Linked DNA regions of Sus scrofa: region 2 is linked to region 1. A link is a contact called in public Hi-C data. All regions are on one chromosome and are shown on one strand. Each heading gives the region's core, a stretch centred on a gene start, on an enhancer-like site or on the middle of the called end of the contact. The rest is flanking DNA. Distances are from core to core; before and after follow the strand shown.

What was found. Hi-C and Micro-C count contacts between places; a contact is called where the count stands out from the background.
Region 2: a Hi-C map of retroperitoneal adipose tissue shows a contact between it and region 1, with 3 times the contacts expected there. The contact joins two enhancer-like sites. A contact is called at or near these places in 12 of 47 Hi-C or Micro-C datasets (alveolar macrophages, embryonic fibroblasts, fetal heart ventricle and 8 more) and 2 of 2 datasets of contacts at active chromatin or transcription factors (alveolar macrophages and skeletal muscle).

Annotation. Positions count from the first base shown.
Region 1 is chr1:270,032,872-270,035,692 of Sscrofa11.1, reverse strand. USP20 (ubiquitin carboxyl-terminal hydrolase 20) reads right to left here. Exons shown (of 27, transcript XM_021070139.1): 23 at 2,644-2,752; 24 at 1,380-1,482; 25 at 362-433. Among named protein-coding and RNA genes, the nearest start is that of USP20, 39 kb to the right of the region's middle. Within about 2 kb of position 1,427, at least 3 of the 83 cell types and tissues checked have an H3K27ac peak or open chromatin away from gene starts, as enhancers often do. A contact at or near this core is called in retroperitoneal adipose tissue, where this site is marked.
Region 2 is chr1:270,336,997-270,339,726 of Sscrofa11.1, reverse strand. No RefSeq gene overlaps it. Among named protein-coding and RNA genes, the nearest start is that of HMCN2, 26 kb to the left of the region's middle. Within about 2 kb of position 1,461, at least 47 of the 83 cell types and tissues checked have an H3K27ac peak or open chromatin away from gene starts, as enhancers often do. A contact at or near this core is called in retroperitoneal adipose tissue, where this site is marked.

The DNA of each region.
Region 1 (2,821 bases), core at 178-2,677:
GGAGGGCCAGGCCCCGTTTGGGGGGGTGGGACAGCCCCCGGCTTCAGTGCGCAGCTGTGGATGGCATCCTGGGATTTTCCAGGGGAACGTCCACTCTCTGAGGACCCCAGAGGGCACAACGAGAGTGGCCCCTGGTTTCCCAGGGGGTGGGATTCACACCAAAAGGGCAGGTGGGTGAGGGGCAGAATGGGGGTGGTGGTGCTGGAGGATCCCCAGAGGCCAAGCACCTTGGCCCATCTGCTCAAGCCCTGGCCTGGTCTCCGATGCATGAAGCCCGACTCAGACAGGTGACAAGGAGGCTCCTGGAAGGCCCTGGAAGCCAGGGGGGAAGAGGGGAGCCCGGGGGGCTTGGGAGGCTCACCCTGCTTCAGCTGGATGTGGCCGCTGCCTTTGACCTGGGCGATCCTGCTGTTGTCAATGGGCCCGGGGGGCTCTGGAACAGACGCAGCCTGGCTCAGGGCCTCTGGGCCTCAGCAGCAGCGGGAAGAAGCCCCAGTCCCAGCCCCGCCATGGCCCGCCACCCCCCAACAGACGAGAGCCATTCTCCAGGTGTGATTCTGACACCTGTGATCCCAGAGATGCCTGTGTCCTGGGCCCGAGGGGTCAGGGTCAAGTTCTCGCAGGGTGAGGGGCTCGGGGCTCCAAAGGCTCACCTACTCAAGTCTGACAGCCAGAAGGGACTCGGGGCATCCCTGGACCCAGCAGGGGCCCCTAGCATGGTGAGGTGGGGGGATGTCCAGTGCCGGGTGACCTTGACCTAATCTGATGTCAACAGTCACCTGCTGAGCGCCCTTCCCGTGCACCCCACTAGCTCTTGAAAGCCTCGACAACTGCGGGAGGCGACACAGCTGAGGGAACTGCCGGGCAGGGCTGGCACAAGCCAGAGCCAGGGTCCAGGGGGCTGTGACTCTAGAGCTGGGTTCTCCAGGCGCTTCCCTTCCCGGAGCACTGGTGGTGCTTATGCTCCGAAAGATGAACATCCACCGCCCAGAACCTCCAGGCTCTGCGGACTCCGCCAGGCCCCAAACCCTGCTCCGGCAGCCGGGGGTGGGACTCGGGGGCAGTGAGGGGGGCCGTGTGCAGGGCGGGGCTTGGGTTCTGCTGTTCCCTTCCGAGGACCACGGGGGACTCGGGAGTGGCCCTGTGATGGGGCTGTTTCCACCCCTGTAATCAAGGGGCCAGAGGACGCAGGGTCCAAGTCCTTTGCTAAGAGTCTGAAGCCGTCTATCAACTAAAGGCTGTTATTTGTGCAACAGAATCCCCAGGGAAAGGGCTTGGCAGGAGGGAAGAGCAGCCGCTCCCCGGCCCCGCAGGGAGCGGGGACGCTCCCCGCACCGGCAGCCCCAAGTCCCCCCTGGTGCGGCCCCTGCTTGACTCACCGTTGTCCTTCCCCTTGACAAAGGCCTCCCACTCCCGGAACCACTGCATGCTGATGCAGTAGATGACGCTGGGCGACTCCTCGGCCTGGAACGCCTTGTTCAGCTGGACGGGGCGGAGGGCAGGGGCGGCGTGAAGGCCCCGAACCCCGCCAGTCCTCATCAGACTCACAGAACCCGAGATCCTCAACAGCAAATTCAGACGTGCCAGACAAGCTCACAGAAAGTAAATATCTCCCACAATCCCACCACTCAGACAGCTGCCCCTAACATTTTGGGGACTCTCTTGTCAGTGACTTTTTTTTTTTTCCCCTTTTTAGGGCCGCACCTGCAGCATATGGAGGTTCCCAGGCTAGGGGTTGAATTGGAGCTACAGCTGCTGGCCTACGCCACAGCCACAGCCACAGCCATTCGGGATCCCTACACCACAGCTCATGGCAACACCGGCTCCTTAACCCACCAAGCGAGGCCAGGAACCAAACCTGCATCCTCATGGATCCTAGTCAGGTTCGTTATTGCTGAGCCACAACTTTTTAAAAACGCAATTGAGATCACGGGGCAGATGCTATTCCCCCCACCCCCGCCCATTGAATAGAACCCTCTGGCTCACTCGTTCACTAGTTTGATCCCCTGGCTCACTCGTTAACTAATTTGACGCATCATTTTTGAACAGCCACAAAGCAGAGTGTCTTTTATCCAACCCTCTATGGTTGAATGACGGAGGGTCCCTAAGCCCCTGTTCTTTCTTTTTTTAAAATGAAGCATGGCGACATCAGTTTATTTTTATTTATTTATATTTGATTGTTATTGGAGTTCCCATCGTGGCTCAGTGGTTAACGAATCCGACTAGGAACCATGAGGTTGAGGGTTCGATCCCTGGCCTCGCTCAGTGGTTAAGGATCTGGCGTTGCTGTGGCTGTGGCGTAGGTCAGCAGTTACAGCTCTGATTAGACCCCTAGCCCGGGAACCTCCATATGCCGCAGGTGTGGCCCTGAAAATACAAAAGACAAAAAGAAAAAGTAAAAAAAAAAATAAATAAAGGTTCATTCAGCCCCAAATGGCCGCACCTACGCCTTTAATAGCTGTTCAACAGTCCCCCAAGCAGAGGGATCGACTTCCTCAGCCCAACTCCTGCCAGTGAACACCTTCCAGGTGTGGCCAGGGTACCGGCTCCCCAGCCCGCCCCGCCCCGCCTGCCCCAGCCCCGCCCCCCCCCCCCCCCCCCCCCCCCCCCCCCCCCGCCCCGCCCCAGCCCCGCCCCGCGCACCTTGATGAAGGTGTCAATCTCGATCCGCCTGCGCTTGGCCAGCGCCTCGATCTCCACCTGGCAGATGGAGCACACGTACAGGTGGTTCACGGCAGGGCCGCCCCCAAACCTGCACCCGGGGTGGGAGGGAGAGAGAGACGCCAGCCCTGAGGGGAGGCCCCGGGACCAGCGGAGCCAG
Region 2 (2,730 bases), core at 212-2,711, 300 kb before region 1:
TCACACAACATGGTAAATCAACTATACGTCAATAAAACTTAAAAACGAAAAATTAAAAAACAAAACAAAACAGAAAAGGATTTCTCCTGTGTCACAGTGGGTTTAGGATCCAGTGTTCTCAGTGCAGCAGCTTGGGCCCCTGATGTGCGTGGGTTCAATCCCCGGCCCAGGAACTTCCACGTTCTGTGGGCTCTGCCAAAAAAAAGAAGAAAGAAAGAAAGAAAAAAGAAAAGAGGAGTTCCCGTTGTGGCTCAGCGGTAGTGGACCTGTCTAGTATCTGTGAGGATATGAGAGAGGATCCCTGGCCTCTCTCAGTGGGTTAAGGATCTGTCATTGCCGTGAACTGACGTGTAGGTTGCAGACATGGCTCAGATCTGGCGTTGCTGTGGCTGTGGCGTAGGCTAGCAGGTGCAGCTCTGATTCAGCCCCTAGCCTGGGAACTGCTATATGCCGCAGGTGCGGCCCTAAAAAGACAAAAAAAGAAAAAAGAAAAAAAGAAAAGAAAGAAAACAGCCAGCACTGAGTTAGTTGGTCTGAGGCCTTTGGATACATGACATATTGAGCCTTCAGCACCCTCAAAAATTAAAGTGGACCCCTCCACAATATGATAGAGACTTCTTCCCCCCGCCTCTGGGGCAGCCAACAGTCCAGTGACCAAAAGGGGCCCCCTTGGTCAGGTGGCAATTCTCCACTCTTCCTCCCTGGTCTCTAAACAAAGCTCTTTCACGCTTCATCACATTTGTTACCTCTAAGATCTGCTTATGTTGACAGTTTTCTCTCAGGTCTCTGGGGAAACAGCCCAATTTCTGAAATATGAGTTTGGAGAAACTGTGGGGAGTTCTGCCTGTGCCACCATGCCCCCATCTTGAAGCCCCTGGTGAGGTCCTTCTGGCGCCCAGTGTGCGGCCAGCCTGCAGGGTGCTGGGCTCTGCCTAGCCCTCACGTCCTCGTCCTTCGGCAAAAGAAAGCCCTCCCTCCAGGCATCCTTCCCACTGGGACCCTCAGCCCCCTGAGCCCATGGAGGAGTGGACATGGGGGAAAGATGAAAAAGGAAGAGGGGGAAGGAACGACCTGGGAGAGAAGAGGTCACAAGGGGAGCGCCTTGCACTGCATGGTTTTTTACTAAATCCCTCTGGCAGTGGTGCCAGTGTAGATGCAAACATGTGTAAGCGGCATCCACTCATTTAAAATGACCCAGTGGATCACTCAGTGTATTAAGCTGAGTTCAAATGTGGCCGAGACCCCAGAGGACTTAATCATCTTAGAGCTGTGTTTCCCTCCCTCCTAACAATCCCAGTGCAAATGGTCCAGGGCTGGTGCGGCCGCTTCACGGCGTCACAGAAACAGCCAGGAAAGTGGTTTCGGAATCGGAGGTCCAGCCAGCAGGAAGGGGGAAGAGAAAGGGAAGTTGGGTTCATTGCTCTCATCCCATTGGTGAGAAGCAAGTCACGTGGCCACCCCCAGCTACAAGGGATGCTGGGAAATGTAGTCCTTTCTTCCACAAGCAGCCCTGGGCACCACTGTAGCAGGGTTAAGGTATACGCGAACAAGCAGAAGGCACCATCCTACCTATGCAAGCTCACCTTTTCCTAAACTTGGGACCTTCCCAGCCTCTTCCCAGCCAGGGAACTAGGGGCTACAAAGTTTCTGACCCTGGAGGTGAGCCAGGCGCTGTCACAGAGGGACATGCCCCAGTGGCTGGGCCGGCTGCAGTGGACCCCCCCAGAAAGGTGGCAGGGAGGGGGTGGCCACATCAGGACAGGGGTCTGCATTGCATTCCTCACCCTCCCGCCCACTGCCCACTTGTCTTTTTCTTCTCTTCTCCATGCTTGGTGATGCCCTGAGCTGGGATCCAGGGAGTAAGATTTAGGGAGATGCTGTCTATCATGCAGACGTGCATTTGGGGTTTGCAGAGGGCAGGAGGGATAGGCTCACAGTGGGAAAAAGTGGGGAGGGGGTTCACCCATGCTGTCACAGAGAACAGCAGCCAGTCTGAGCCAGCCTGGTAAATTGGTTGGCCCAGATGCGAAGGAAGTGGCCAGGGCTATGCCTCCTCTGGGCTTCCACCCAGTGATCTGCCCAAGGTAGCCTGAGTCAGGGGGAGGTCAGTGCAGACTGCAACCTGATCCAGAGCAAGGGACGACGACCCATCACGTGCCCACAACATCGGGGTCTCCAAACCTCGTCCCCATAGACACCTCTCAAGCCTGCCTGGAAAAGACCAGAGCCACCACCAGGGACAGCTAGCACCCACTGAGGGCTCCCCATCCTCAGGACACACTGCCCCAGACACCTTCACCTTTGAGCTGGATCCTGGGCTTCCCAGCGCTTTGGCTTTGAATGCTTCAGAGGCATCGTGGCATCTGAGCACGTGTGCATGTAAATTACCTCCAGTCTCCACCTCAATGACAGTCCCTTAGTATTTGAAACACCCTAGTCAGGCATCTGCTCTCCATTAACCTTTTCAATATGCATTGTAATTAAAATCTACACCACAGAGTTTATTCATTAGCCAAAGGATGTTAGGAATCATTTTTCATAAGAGAAGTGTGTGATGGAGAGAAATCGTTGCCAGAAAGATTCCAGGGAACGGAACATCTTTGTACCACCAAGGAAGACAGCCCACAGCCTGAGGTTTTCAGAGCTGTGCTCTGGGGCCCCTGGGGTCCCTGGGGTGCTGGGTCCCCCCACTCTCTGAACAGGCAAGTCTTTTGTACCTTTGCACCTTCT